Linked DNA regions of Macaca mulatta: region 1 is linked to region 2. Evidence: chromatin contacts called from public Hi-C data. All regions are on one chromosome and are shown on one strand. The core of a region is the stretch at or near the end of the contact, and the rest is flanking DNA. Distances in the headings are between cores, read along the strand shown.

The links. A called contact is a pair of places that touch in the nucleus more often than the background predicts.
Region 1: a Hi-C map of blood shows a contact between it and region 2, with 5 times the contacts expected there. The contact joins two enhancer-like sites. A contact is called at or near these places in 8 of 14 Hi-C or Micro-C datasets (CD4 T cells, blood, cortical neurons and 5 more).

What each region holds. Positions count from the first base shown.
Region 1 is chr1:210,065,834-210,069,901 of T2T-MMU8v2.0, reverse strand. No RefSeq gene overlaps it. Among named protein-coding and RNA genes, the nearest start is that of LAPTM5, 44 kb to the left of the region's middle. Within about 2 kb of position 2,686, at least 9 of the 40 cell types and tissues checked have an H3K27ac peak or open chromatin away from gene starts, as enhancers often do.
Region 2 is chr1:209,949,149-209,953,253 of T2T-MMU8v2.0, reverse strand. No RefSeq gene overlaps it. Among named protein-coding and RNA genes, the nearest start is that of SDC3, 10 kb to the left of the region's middle. Within about 2 kb of position 2,128, at least 2 of the 40 cell types and tissues checked have an H3K27ac peak or open chromatin away from gene starts, as enhancers often do.

The DNA of each region.
Region 1 (4,068 bases), core at 1,437-3,936, 120 kb before region 2:
ACATGGCTGGGAACACAAGAGACAAGGTCCCCAGCCCAAAGAGGCTCACAGTCTGAGAGATGGGCATGGGGCAACAAACAGTCAACAAATCACTCAGGTTCTGGTGCTGTCAGGTGCTAGGACATATTAGAAAGTGCCTCAATCTTCCCCCAAATGTCCAGGCACACATATGAACACATAGGTGAACATACATGCACACTCATGCACTCTCCAGCAGCACCTGCTCCAACAACAGTACCGCTAGACAACAGGGGCCAGGCATGGTGGCTCATATGCCTGTAATCCCAGCGTTTTGGGAGGCCCGGGTGGGAGGATCCCTTGAACCCAGGAGTTCAAAGTTACAGTGAGCTATGATTGCACCACTGTACTCAGCGTGAGCAACAAAGCAAGACCCTATCTCAAAAAAGAAAAAGGGAGGAAGGAAGGAAGGAAGGAAGGAAGGAAGGAAGGAAGGAAGGAAGGCAGGCAGGCAGGCAGGCAGGCAGAGGGAGAGGGAGAGAGGGGGGTAAAGGAAGAAAGAAAAGAAAAGAAAAGAGAGAGAGAGAAAGAAAGAGAGAGAGAAAGAAAAAGAAAGAAAGAAAGAAAGAAAGAAAGAAAGAAAGAAAGAGAAAGAAAAAGAAAGAAAGAGAGAAAGAAGGAAGGAAGGGAAAGAAAGGGAGAGAGGGAGGGAGGAAGGAAGAAAGAAAGGGAAGGAAGGAAGGAAGGGAGGAAGGAAGGAAGGAAGGAAGGAAGGAAGGAAGGAAGGAAGGAAGGAAGGAAGGAAGGCGGGCTGACTGTCGAGAGGCACAGTAGGTGCCTTGCTACAGTAGTCAGGGAGACTGCCCCAGGGAGGTGACATTAGACAGGGACCTCAGAGCTGAGAAGGAACAGGCAATGCAACAACTGAAACCGGCAGCCAGAAGAGCTGCTGAGCAGGCTCCGGACTGGAATGAACCTGGTGTTCTCCAGCCATGGAAGAAGGGTCAGTGCAGCTGGAGCAGAGTGAGGAGGAAGGCCTAGGAGCAATAAAGTCAGACAGAGAGATGGGGCCCGACTACCAAGCACCAGAACACCCAGCTAAGAAACACTAATACCTTCTGCCCTTTACCCAGGGCCCACAGTGTGCCAGACACAGCACTGAGCACTCTTCCTGCAGTGTCTCTGTCGCTGTCTCCGCTCATCTACACTGCATTGTCTCCATTTGTCAGGTGAGGGCACCGAGGCCTAGAGAGAGGCAGGCACTTGCCTGAGGCCACCCTACTGGGAAAGACGGGTGCAGGCCTGGAACTCCCATCTGCACTCTAAGCCAGGCTAAGCCAGGCCCTCCCCACCCACCATCAACCAGGAACAGACCACAGTCTTACTGGCCTTGATGTGATCCATACTGGGAACAAAGGGTCACTTCCCAGCCAAGGTGGGCCTCTTCCTGGTCTTATGGCCCCCATCCCTAGTAAACCCAGGCTCCCAGCTCATGGACGTGGCATACCCAGCACACACACAGTGCCTATGCACACACACACACACGCACACACACATACACAGCCGCCCTGCCAGGAGGATGAGACAGGAAACAGTGCTCTCCACAGGGGATGAGCTTCCAGGCATCAGGTTGCTGTGGTCTCCCCAAGCTCCTCATCTCATCAAGGGCACAACCCATCATCTAGGCCAGCAGCTTGAGCACCGTCCTCAACTCGCTTCTCTCTTACCCTCCCCACTTCTGATCGCCTATGAAACCTGCCCATTCTAAGCCCACCCCAGCTTTGGCACCCATGGCTATCTTCTGTTGGGGCTCTAAAGGTAAGCGTCTTTCCTGATTTCAGGTCCCCTCACCCACCACCACCTTTGCTGGAGAACCAAGGGCCAGGCAGCAATGGCAGCCGCTGGGGACTTAGGAGTGGAGAAAGGAAGGGCTTTAAAGGAAGATCAGAGCGGTAGGGGGGTGATGTCACCAGCCCAGGACACCTACTGATTGATGCCAACATCACCCTTCAAGACACACACACACACACACACACACACACACACACACACACACACACACACACAATCTTGAGCTCCTATTTCATGGCTATCAGGTTGCAATGCCGCTGCTCCAAGACAAAACAGGAAATCCCACGACTGAGCCAGCCAGATGGGGCAAGGGGCTGAGAATCCGAAACCCCCTCTGCTCTCTGCAGTCACCCTCCACCCACCCCCCTTCCACCTTCCGCAGGCTGGAGCTCCGCGGCAAGAACCCTCCCTGGGCACCTCCCTATCCCAGGCACTGACAGCCCAGCCTCCATTGGATTCAGGGGCCCGAATTCCTGCCCTGTGCAAGCTCCCTGCCCCACACAGGGCCTCACGTCTCCATCGGGAAGTCAGGGGTGGATGATTTCTGAGGGTCTTCCCAGTTTAGATACTCCACCTTTTATGGACATTTGCCTCCCAAAGACACGGGGGCTGGGAGTCCCCAAAGTAGAAGGTGCAGTCAGCAGGCAGGCCAGCAGAGGGCACCCGCGCTTCATTTGCAGGAGGTCCGCGTCGAGCGACAGGCGACAGGGTTGGAAAGAACGCTGGAAACACTGGGACTTTGCTTGTACCCCTCACCCATTCCGATTTTCATAAAACTCCGCATAGTTCAACGGGCAGGCCTCTGTGCCTTCGCACATGCAGTGCCCCTGCCAGCCTGCAAAACGGAGCCAGGGATCTCAGCCCTAGGGAGGCCTCTCCTGACCCCTCTGCTCTGCTGCCTCTGGATCCACAGTGCCCGCTGCACATCTGACTCCAGCAGACCAACCGCGGGTGGCTGGAAGGATGGACGAAGAAAGCCAGCTACAAGCAGCTACGTGGTCGTTCTCTTGAAACAAATAATTTGATGTGGAAAACTGCTGGGGAGGAAAATCATTTTTAAAATACAAAACACTCACTGAGGTCTAAGGGCTGGCACCATGATCTTACTTAATACTAACCAAACGCCTTGTTGGGATGGGCAATATTACCCCCATTTTACAGAGAGGGAAACTGAAGCTTAAAGACAGCAAGTGGGCCAGGCACGGTGGCTCATGCCTGTAATCCCAATGCTTTGGGAGGCCAAGGCAAGAGGATCACTTGAGCTCAGGAGTTCCAGGCCAGTCTCAAACTAAAAATACAAAAAATAAGGCCAGGCGCAGTGGTTCACACCCATAATCCCAGCATTTTGGGAGGCTGAGACGGGTGGATCACCTGAGGTCAGGAGTTTGAGACCAGCCTAACCAATATAGTGAAACCCCCGTCTCTACTAAAATACAAAAATTAGCCAAGCGTGGCGGCAAGTGCCTGTAATCCCAGCTACTCAGGAGACTGAGGCAGGAGAATCGCTTGAACCCAGTAGGCAGAGATTGCAGTGAGCCGAGGTTGCACCATTGCATCCCAGCCTGGGCAACAAGGGAGAACCTCTATCTCAAAAAAATAACAATAATAAATATAAATAAATAAATAAAACAGTTGGTGGGCCAGGCACAGTGGCTCACGCCTGTAATCCCAGCACTTTAGGAGGCCGAGGCAAGCGGATCACCTGAGTTCAGGGGTTCGAGACCAGCCTGACCAATGTGGTGAAACCCTGTCTCTACTAAAAAACACAAAATTAGCTGGGCATGGTGTCGCATGCCTGTAATCCAGTTACTTGGAAGGCCGAGGCAAGAGAATCGCTTGAACCCGGGAGACAGAGGTTGCAGTGACCCAAGATCGTACCACTGCACTCCAGCCTGGGCAACAAGAGCGAAACTCTGTCTCAAAAAAAAAAAAAAAAAAAAAAAAAAACACTGGGCATGGTGGTGCGTGCCTGCAGTCCCAGCTGCTACTTGGGAGCCTGAGGTGGGAGGAACACCTACACCCAGGAGGTCCAGGCTGCAGTGAGCTATGATCAGGCCACTGCACTCCAGCCTGGGGGACAGAGGAAAACCCTGTCTCAAAAAAATAAAAATAAAAGAGAGAGAGAGAACAAGTACATTGTCCAAGGTCACCCAGCAATGTGGGAAAAGCAGGATTCTAACTCCAATCCGTTTCACTCTTCATTCTGCTGTGACCGAAGCCCCAGCTCTGAGCTCAGCCCTGTCCTGATCCCTAGCAGAG
Region 2 (4,105 bases), core at 879-3,378:
GGTGGGCGGATCACTTGAACCCAGGAGTTCAAGACCAGTCTGGCCAACATGGTGAAACTCCGTCTCTACTAAAAATACAAAAAGTAGCCGGAGGTAGTGGTGGGTGCCTGTAATCCCAGCTACTCGGGGGGCTGAGGCAGGAGAATAGCTTGAACCTGGGAGGCGGACGTTGCAGTGAGCCAAGATCATGCCACTGCACTCCCACCTGGGCAACAGAATGAACTCTGCCTCAAAAAAAAAAAAAAAAAAAAATAGGCCAGGCGTGGTGGTTCACGCCTGTAATCCCAGCACTTTGGGAGGCTGAGGTGGGTGGATCACAAGGTCAGGAGTTCAAGATCAGCTTGGCCAAGATGGTGAAACCCTGTCTGTACTAAAAATGCAAAAATTAGCCAGGTGTGGTGGCGGGTGCCTGTAGTCCCAGCTACTCGGGAGGCTGAGGCAGATAATTGCTTGAACCCAGGAGGCAGAGGCTGCAGTGAGCCAAGATCGGGCCACTGCACTCCAGCCTGGGTGACAAAGAGAGACTCTGTCTCAATAAAAAAAGAGAAAAGGTTATTATTGACTATAGTCACCCTTTTGTACTATCAAATACTAGGTCTTATCATCCTTTCATTTTTGTTGTACCCATTAACTGTCCTCCCCACCTCTCCTCTAACCCCTTGCTAGCCTTCCCAGCATCTGGTAACCATCCCTCTGTTCTCTATCTTCCTGAGTTTCATTGTTTTGATTGTTAGATCCCACAGATCAGTTTAAAGTACTTCTTTGAGTGAAAAGCAATACATGAATTGGGAAACACCAAACCAGAAGAGGTTTAATGTTCCAGTGACAAATCGTCAGAGACAAGTATTTAAGGGATAAACGCAGAAGTAAAATAAATTATTTGATTGGTTGCAATTATGTAGTTGTTTATTTGGTCTACGCCATTAGAAAGTCCCCAGTTACATAAAAATTTCTGGACTACTTCTGATTGGTTGAGCTGAAGTTCTGTTTTCTTGACTAGAGGCATTTACAAGAAATAGCTCAAGTTTTGCTTATGTTTGCAAATCAAGCAAGGTTGAGGTCATGTATGAGGCCTAACTGGTTTTGTCTACCCTGGTATTCTTCAGGCCTGGTCTCCATTTTAATTTAACAAGTTAAAGTGTTATAGTGCTGGGCACAGTGGCTCACACCTGTAATCCCAACACTTCGGGAGGCTGAGGCGAGTGGATCATCTGAGGTCAGGAGTTCCAGACCAGCCTGGTCAACATGACGAAACCTTGTCTCTACTAAAAATACAAAAATTAGCCGGGTGTGGTGGTGCACACCTGTAATCCTACTCAGAAAGCTGAGACAGGAGAATCACTTTAACCTGGGAGGCAGAGGTTACAGTGAGCCGAGATCACACCATTGCACTCCAGCCTGGGCAACAGAGGAGACTCTATCTTTTCTTTTTCTTTTTCTTTTTTTTCTTTTTTTTTTTTTTTTTTTTGAGACAGAGTCTCACTCTGTCACCCAGGCTAGAGTGCAGTGGTGCCATCTCAGCTCACCACAACCTCCACCTCCCGGGTTCAAGCAATTCTCCTGCCTCAGCCTCCGGAGTAGCTGGGATTACAGGTGCCCACCACTGTGCCAGGCTAATTTTTGTATTTTTAGTAGAGATGGGGGTTTCACCGTCTTGGTCAGGCTGGTCTCGAACTCCTGACTTCAGGTGATCCACCCGCCTCGGCCTCCCAAAGTGCTGAGATTACAGGTGGGAGCCACCACGCCCGGCCTCAGCAGAACTTCATCTTGAAAAATAAATAAAGTATTACAGTACTATGGTTCCTGTGCCCACTGCACAGTAACAGACCCCATGACATGGAGACAGCAGGGTGTGCAGAAGCAGAAAGAGTTTACTGATGGCAGGGTGCCCAGTGAGGAGATCCTCAAATCCATCCCTCCGAGGAGTTCTGGGCTAGGATTTCTAAGGGGATTGTTGAGGGTGAGGGACTAAGAAATTTGGGTCATTGATGGTTTTGGGTAAGGGGGATGAAATCATCAGGACATGGAAACTGCATTTTTTGGTGAGTCAGCTCTTCAAACTAGTCAGGTCCTTCAAACCAGCTGAGTCAGCAGTTTCCTTAGTATGCAGGACGTGAAGGAATAGCTCAAAGAGAGAACTCAAGGCTTCCTAATGTTCAAGTTGTTATCTGTAGAACAGCTAAGGGGAACTATTGTCCTGTAACAGGGTCTCGTGATTCTGGGTCAACAGGCTGCAAAAAACAGCTGTGAGGAGGCAGGTCAGGGAGTGAGCTGACCTCATGGTGAAGGCTGAACGTGCTACAAGCTCGGTTTATTTTCATTTTTTCCCCCTCTCTTCTTCCCTGATTAATTTATAAAGCTTATAGGGGCAGTTTCAAAAGCAAGCTGAGAGTATGACCAGAGTACGGCATTATTCTCAGTTACCACTGTTAACATAGTCACTGGAACAGAGTCTTGTTAATGCTATCATCAACAGCTCCGTTAGGTCGTGTGGTCTTGTGGTCATTGGTATCCAAAATTGCATAGTCACTATAGGCTCAAGTGTGGGCTTGCTGAGTTCTCCAGGTTGTTAAATCCTGATGGCAATCATTCGATATGCAAGTGGCTGCTGGAAAGCATTTATTTATGCATTTTTTAGAGACAGGGTCTTGCTCGGTCACCCAGGCTGGAGTGCTGTGGCACCATCATAGTTCACTGCAGCCTCGAATTCCTTGGCTCAAGCGATCCTCCCACCTCAGCCTCCTTAGTAGGTGGGACTACAGGCACATGCCACTGTACTGGGCTAATTAAAATAGATTTTTTAAAATTAATTTTTAATTAATTTTTTTAGTTTTAATTTTTTAAATTTTTAACTAATTTTTAAATTAATTTTTAAATTAAAATTAAAACAAGGTCTTGCTTTGTTGCCCAGGCTGGTCGAGAACTCCTGGCTTCAAGCGCTCCTCCTGTCTTGGTCTCCCAAAGTGCTGGGATTATAGGGTGAAACGGTGTCATTGAAAATCCTTGAAAGGATACAATGCACAAAGCGGGTGAATACAGTAACTGTAAGGAAAATAATAGTCAAAGACTGAAAAATGCCCTGGATCAAAGATTCCCAGGAGCCAAGATTTCACCAACTAAACCATATCGATGAAGGAAGTAGCACTTATCTGCTAAGACTTATATTTGTTTCTTAAGAGCCTTTGTTAGCCAGGTGTGGTGGCTCACACCTGTGGTCCCAGTTACTCAGCAGGCTGAGGCAGAAGGATTGCTTGAGCTCCGGTGTTCCAGGCTGCAGTGAGCCATAATTGCACCACTGCATGCATTCCAGTCTGGGTGACAGGGTAAGACCCTGTCTCAAAAAAAGAGCCTTTAAATTTTGGGCAACAATTTCTTATTAACAAAAAAACAATTTTTTTTTTAGATAGTCTCACTCTGTTGCCCAGGCTGGAGTGCAGTGGCATGATCTCGGCTCACTGCAACCTCCACCTCCCAGGTTCAAGCGATTCTCCTGCTTCAGCCTCCCAAGTAGCTGGGATTACAGACGCGCACCACCACGCCCGGCTAACTTTTGTGATTTTTAGTAGCGACGGGGTTTCACCATGTTGGCCAGGCTGGTCTCAAACTCCTGATCTCAGGTGATCCGCCTGCCTCAGTCTCCCAAAGTACTGAAATTTCAGGCGTGTGCCACCGCACCCGGCCCAAACATTTCTTAATCAATAAAAGCACAAGTTCCTCCTTATTAAGCTGTGAAGGTATCAAGAACTATTTTGGAGTACTCTTGAAGCAAATTGTTCATTTCAGATTGTATCCCTTGAAGGGAATTCAAGGTTTTGTTCTATGAAAACGAAAGAAAAACAAAGGTTAACATCTGGAGCAAATTATGATTTTAGTTTTTGAGTCTGAAGGGCAGTTAACTAAGAGGTCTAGATGTGAGTTGGAAGCATGTTTAGACAATGGTATGAAGATGGCATTGACTGTTTCCGGCTATGGCATCAGGCGGTGTTCCAGTAAGCTCTCCACATGACTCGTATAGTAGCAGGCATGAAAGTTATCTGTACATGATTTTTTGTAGTGATAGTTCTAAAACTTAAAGTCATTGAGTTTCAGCTTATAGGGCTTAGGA